2 separate regions of the Sus scrofa genome follow, and region 1 is linked to region 2. Evidence: chromatin contacts called from public HiChIP or PLAC-seq data. All regions are on one chromosome and are shown on one strand. The core of a region is the stretch at or near the end of the contact, and the rest is flanking DNA. Distances in the headings are between cores, read along the strand shown. Region 1 has its middle 110 kb from the start of TMCO5A. Region 2 overlaps LOC106506784 (basic salivary proline-rich protein 2-like).

Region 1 (3,562 bases), core at 981-3,480, 230 kb before region 2:
TTTATGTTTCTAGGATTTGCCCATTTTATCTAAGTTATCCAATTTTTTGCATACAATTGTTCTCAGTATTCTCTTACTAATTTTTGTAGCATCAGTAGTAATGCCAGTAGTTATTTGATTTCTTTCAGTCATCTAACTAAAAGTTTGTCAATTATGTCGCCTTTCTAAAGAACTAACTTGATTTCGTTGATCTTCTCTATTTTTCTATCCTCTATTTACCTATGTTATAATCCTAATCTAATCCTAAATCTGCACTTAATATATTAGCTGGCCCACTCAGATTCTTGTCACACTTAAGTTTGATAAATGGTCTTCTATAGATGAATGTTTGACCACATGCCCCTTGAAACTCCCTACAGATTGGCATCAGCCCATATTCAGCCACAAGACCCTCCTTCAATGTGAAATCCCAAATACATTAATGCCTACAGCTGCAGGAGCCAGGCCAGTTATGGGAAGGAAAATAGAGATATATAAAGGCATTAGTGAGTGGTGGGTGGCAAGGACAATTTTCCTATCAATTTAGTAGCTCATCAAAAAGAAGGATGTTAGTATATCCTGATTTTTTGTTGTTATCTGTCTGTTTGTTTGTTTTTGGCCACACCTGCAGCATATAGAACTTCCTGGGCAATAGATGGAATCATAGCCACAGCTATGACCTACACCCTCCAGCAACACCAGATCCTTAACCCACTGCCCCATAGCAGGAACTCCATCCTGCTTTGTTGTTCACTCTTCCAAATTTCTACAATCACAGCTTTCTGTTTTATTTTTTTTTTTTTTGTCTTTTTGCTATTTCTTTGGGCCGCTCCCGCGGCATATGGAGGTTCCCAGGCTAGGGGTCTAATCGGAGCTGTAGCCACTGGCCTACGCCAGAGCCACAGCAACGCAGTATCCGAGCCGCGTCTGCAACCTACACCACAGCTCACGGCAACGCCGGATCGTTAACCCACTGAGCAAGGGCAGGGACCGAACCCGCAACCTCATGGTTCCTAGTCGGATTCGTTAACCACTGCGCCACGACGGGAACTCCAGCTTTCTGTTTTAAATGTGGTAAAACTTCTCTTTGGCATTAGCAGACTACATGACGAATAAGACTGGAAGAGTGGCCTATTGGGAGTTAAATAGTGCCAGATCTTTATAAGTAGCACCTTTCCCTAGCTTCACCTGTTAGAGCCCAATCCCAATAAACACACACCAGCCCATTTGGAAATGAACTGACCCCTCAAGAAGAAGCAGGTTCACCCCTCTCCAGGAATCTTGGTGCCACACCACCAAAAAAAGCCACTATCGAGGTAAAAGACTTTGTCCTCTCTTTGCTAGCCACTTCCCTCCATGCTCTTAGGACTTAAAACCACAGTCAATAGAACTGGCCTATCTTGTTCTTTTCTTTCCTCTTCATTATCCTGAAAGAGTCTTGAGAGGCTCCACCTCACTTTCCCACCCCACAGGAAGCAAACCATGTGGTTTAGTAAAATGCTTTTGTACCCTACCAGCAGATTTTTACATCTCTTCTTTTCCTCTGATTCAGCCTGCAGCTCTTGGGTAATAAAGATCAGAAAGTTGCCTCAGAACAGATCCTGATGTTTATTACAGAGTCCATATTGGTAACATCCACTTTGGAGCCCAGTGGCTAACCCCAAACTTGGTATCTAATTTACACTCTGCCTGATACAAAGCTGTTCTGTGAATCTGCCACTGTCGTCTTCCTGCATATGTGGTTCAGTCATTTTGTACAAGCACAAGATCCTTGAGAGCCCAACACTGTATGACACTGCTGCAAAAAATATTTCTATCACTATGCTGCTCTGCGATGACTCAGAAAAGATGAAAACAGGCGAGAAGATACCAAAATCACGTTGCCAGAAGCACAGTGCTGGCCAGTTACACAAGCCAAAGAAAAGTCAGCATCCACTTTATCCACACGGTGGTGCTAGCTTCAAAAGAATTACCCAAAAAGGACATGAAAACAGTTCCACTTTCCTCTCTTTAATGAAAAAGCTGTGCACCAGGGTCGAAACCTCACTCGTGGAAGGGGACTATACATGAATTTTGCAAATAAGCATCTAAAATAGATGAGTTTGTCCTAATCCCCACCCTACTTCCCAAGGGGAATAAAAAGAACCAAATCACCATCTTTTTTTCCAACTCACTGATTCAATCTTTATCGACCCTGGGGCAAAAGAATGACTCATACTGGGATCTTGGATGTGTACAGTCCTGGCACAGAACCTTATTATTCCTGAGAGGGAGCTGGGGTAGCCTGGGGAGAGCTGGTCAGCTAGCCATGTAAGGCTTGTCATTGAGTTTGTGTAAGTTCTGTTGGCAGTCTGACAAGATGGGAACAGCAGACATTTCACTGGTGTCACTGAATTAAAACAAGGTGGGCTCAACGTGGGTGCCTTCCAGGCCAATGGGCAGAGAAGGCCAGAAAGTCACAAAAATATGCTCATAGGACCAAGTCTCCTCTATTTGTGGAAACTAAATCTTTCACTTAACTGTTTTAAGAGCTCGAGGTGGTAGTGGGGATCTCATTAAGCATGCCAAACAGCACTTAGGTAATGTAGGTCATGCCAAATGGAACCAGTGACCAGGTGTATAAACAAACAACTTTTTAAAACATGGTGCTTGTCAACACTGAAAGCACCCTCAACTTTAGAAAGGGAAAACTAACAAGAGTGGTTAATGGTCCTTTGTAAGTCTGCCCATACCTGACACTGACACTGATAATGATGAAGACCATGCACCACAGTGATGTAAGTTCAAACTGTTTTCAGACCTGGCCCTAGACTCTGGCAGCTTGCTGATATCTGTGACTTGGAAAAAAACACAAAGTACCACTTACCATTATACCTAAATATCTCCCTCTGGCCCACCATGGAAAATCTCCAATTTAGACGAGAGCCTCATGAATATTATCCCTATAGTTTTATCCCTAAAATATCTATCTTTGAGGTTACCTGGTGACCTAGTGGGTTAAGGATCTGGTGTTGTCACTGCTGTGACACAGATTCAATCCCTGGCCCAGGAACCTCTGCATGCCATAGGCATAGCCAAATATGTGTGTGTGTGTGTGTGTGTGTGTATGTATAAAAACACAGAAGGAAGGAAAGACCCTAGCAAAAATTCCCATTAGAATGAATGAGGTCAATATATTGCCTAATTTACCCTTGAAATAGCAAGGAATTGGATACTGAAAAGATGGCATATGAGACAACTAAGTGTTGACAAAGTCTGAGGAGTTCAGCAGTCACAGAATGACTTGGGTACAAGTAAGAATGAGTCTGGGAGGATCTTCCCATTTATCACAAATTGGACAAAGCAAAGACGACTCACAGGCTCAATCAAATTTGCAGTTGCATTTCATTTGGCTCAGTGTTTTTTCTTTATAATTTGCATTTGTTGTAAATAATTAAAATTCTGGAGATGCCATCTAAAATCCTAGATTTTGGACTTCTCTTTAAAAAATGAAAAGTTGTGTAACCAGTGGATAGAATTCTCAAGTGACAATAATTGCTCAAAGCTGAGAAATAACAGCTGAGTCAACAGAGTACATGGTCAC
Region 2 (3,261 bases), core at 296-2,795:
AAAAAACCAAAATGGCTTAAAGACTTAAAATAAGACACATCAAACTCTGAAAAGAAATAAGCAAAACATTCTGACATCAACTTACAAATATTTCTCAGGTCAGTCTCCAAGCAACAGAAATCAGAGCAAAAATAAACCATGGGACCTCACCAACTGACAAGCTTTGCATAGCAAAGGAAACCAAAAAGAAAACAAAAGACAACTTACAGAATGGGAGAAAATAGTTTCAAATGATGCAACGGAAAAGGGCTTAATCTCTAAACTATACAAACAACTTATACAACTCAACAGCAAAAAGGCCACAACCCAATGGAAAAATGGGCAAAAGACCTGAATAGACATTTTTCCAAGGAAGATGCACAGATGGCCAGCAAGCACATGAAAAAATGCTCACATCACTGATTATTAGAGAAATGCAAATCAAAACTACCATGAGATACCACTCACACCAGTCAGAATGGCATCATTCATAAGTCACAAATAACAAATGCTGGAGCAGGTGTGGAGAAAAGGGAACCTCCTGCACTGTTGGTGGGAATGTAAGCTGGTCAACCACTATGGAGATGAGTATGGAGATACCTTAGAAATCTACACATAGAACTCTCATATGACCCAGCAATCCCACTCTTGGGCATATATCCGGACAAACTTTCCTTAAAAAAGACACATGCACCTGCATGTCATTGCAGCTCTATTCACAATAGCCAAGACATGGAAACGACCCAAGGTCCATTGACAGATGATTGGGATTAGGAAGATGTGATATATATAACACTGTGGAATACTACTCTCCCATAAAAAAGAATGAAATAATGCCATTTGCAGCAACATGGATGGAACTAGAGACTCTCATACTGAGTGAAATGTCAGAAAGAGAAAGACAAATACTATATGATATCACTCTATCTGGTATCTAATATATAGCACAAATGAAACTTTCCACAGAAAGAAATCATGGACTTGGAGAATAGACTTGTGGTTGCCAAGAGGGAGGGGGAGGGAGTGGGGTGGTTGGGGAGATTGGGGTTAATAGATACAAACTATTGCCTTTGGAATGGATTAGCAATGAGATCCTGCTGTGTAGCATGGGAACTATGTCTAGCACTTATGATGAGCATGAAATGTGAGAAATAGAACTGTACATGTATGTGTAACTGGGTCACCATGCTGTACAGTAGAAAAAAAATTGTATTGGGGAAATAACTATTAAAATAATAATAATTACAAAAATAAAAATAGAAAATAAAAATAAATCACTGGAATTCTGAATGATCATTATAATATCTGGAGCTCTCCCTGGTACAGAATCACTTGCAGTGTTAACAGAGTATTAACTAGGACAAAAAAAAGTGTAAATCTAATGCCAAAGTAGAGGATCAAATGTGTCTTGATGAATGATATTTAAAGGAAAAAATTCTTTAACAAAAAACCCTCCACTCATAGAAAGCATCCAATCCTAACTGGCCACCGTCACTGTATTTCCTCATCTATGACTTCTTTGTTCCTACTCCATGCTTGATTGCCACTGTCACTGAGTAACACAGCCTGCTCTAGGCACGGAGCCAGTTTGATTACAACAACTGCTTGTGTGACAGAGAAAGGTGGTTTTCAAGGCCTAGCAATGGCTCACCCAAGCTTCTGACTCTGGGGATAATTTTGTCCGTCATTCACAAGATGGAAAATAAATATCCGCCTAACCTAGTAAACCAGCAACCTAGAAATACCTATGGACACAGAGTTCTATAACCAGGACACAGAAGGAGTGATCAGATTGATCCCACTCTAGCCTTTAATAAGCACAATGAACCAACCACATCCTCAAAAGCTCAGTTTTCACATATGCTTAAACATTGGCAATCATTTCTGTTTTCCCAGGTTATGGTTATGATTTGCTCATATTCTAATCCTAAGTGCCTCATGTATGACATATGCATAAAATAGTTAAAATTTTAAATATTATGAAATAATAAGTCCTTGAATGAAAACAGCAAGTCATTTAGAGGAAGAAAGGTACTGCTAGGTAGCTTCATTCACATGAAAAGCTACTAATTCAGGGGAAAGAATCTAAGTTCTCTTTTCATCTTTAAAAGCGAACTGGATTTTAAATTAGTTTTTTTCAGAGTTCCCGTCGTGGCGCAATGGTTAACGAATCCGACTAGGAACCATGAGGTTGCAGGTTCGATCCCTGCCCTTGCTCAGTGGGTTAAGAATCCGGCGTTGCCGTGAGCTGTGGGTGTAGGTTGCAGATGCGGCTCGGATCCGCATTGCTGTGGCTCTGGCGTAGGCCAGTGGCTACAGCTCCGATTCGACCCTAGCTGGGAACCTCCATGTGCCGCAGGAGCGGCCCAAAGAAATAGCAAAAGTCAAAAAAAATAAAATAAATTAATTAAAAAATAAATAAAATAAAAAATAAATTAGTTTTTTTCAATTTCATGGACACAAGTTCTGTTTCTTTCTTAACTTATCAAATATATGGTTTCTACAAATATAGTTAAGACAATCAGAAATTATTTATATAGGTGTCCCCTTGTGGCATAGTGGGTTAAGAATCTAGCATTGCTGGACTGTAGTTCGTTGCAACAGTGGACAGGTTTGATCCCTGGCCCAGGAATTTCCATACGCTGCACTCATGACCAAAAAAAATTATTTTTCTAATAAGACGTCCGAACCATGAGACAACTGTGAAGAATATCACTTTGTATTTATTTTCACATTCCTATGTTTCCTTTTCTGACTTTCACCTAAATATAACTTAGAACATTAAAACTCTTCCAATCCCTGAAAGAAGTCTTTTACTATAATATATCTTTTGCCCTACAATGGTCTCTTCTCATTCATATAGTTCACCTGACAAACCTTCTTAACTGAGTAGAAATGTCTAACATTTGTGGGAGAAAGAAAAATAGATGGAAAGATAATTATTGCGCCACCATAAAATGAATATTTCCTAGGTTCCACTGCTATGCTAGAGCTTTACATGTATTATCTCAAACAAACCTACATGGCTGTTATTAACTTATGCCACTTTCCAAATGAAGAAGCTGAGAGGTTAAATATTTGCCCAAGGTGTTAATAAGTAGGGAGTGAAGCTTAACCAGGGCTCTTGACCAAAGTCTAGCCTTCTTTCTTCTACAGTTAGCCGGAGAGTTTGCTATTCAGAGCATTGGATGGCAAATGAGAGGGTGCCTGAACAATGAAATATACAGGATACGAAGGAATAAAGATGGTTAGGCAAGGACCACTTTCTGTAAATCAGCTCAC

Evidence for each region. HiChIP or PLAC-seq counts read pairs in DNA pulled down with a chosen protein or histone mark.
Region 1: a contact with region 2 is called in an H3K27ac HiChIP or PLAC-seq map of alveolar macrophages. The contact joins two enhancer-like sites. A contact is called at or near these places in 2 of 47 Hi-C or Micro-C datasets (embryonic fibroblasts and fetal skeletal muscle) and 1 of 2 datasets of contacts at active chromatin or transcription factors (alveolar macrophages).

The regions. Positions count from the first base shown.
Region 1 is chr1:133,272,464-133,276,025 of Sscrofa11.1, reverse strand. No RefSeq gene overlaps it. Among named protein-coding and RNA genes, the nearest start is that of TMCO5A, 110 kb to the left of the region's middle. Within about 2 kb of position 2,230, at least 20 of the 83 cell types and tissues checked have an H3K27ac peak or open chromatin away from gene starts, as enhancers often do. A contact at or near this core is called in alveolar macrophages, where this site is marked.
Region 2 is chr1:133,042,460-133,045,720 of Sscrofa11.1, reverse strand. The region is part of intron 1 of LOC106506784 (basic salivary proline-rich protein 2-like); the gene reads right to left. Among named protein-coding and RNA genes, the nearest start is that of SPRED1, 27 kb to the right of the region's middle. Within about 2 kb of position 1,545, at least 8 of the 83 cell types and tissues checked have an H3K27ac peak or open chromatin away from gene starts, as enhancers often do. A contact at or near this core is called in alveolar macrophages, where this site is marked.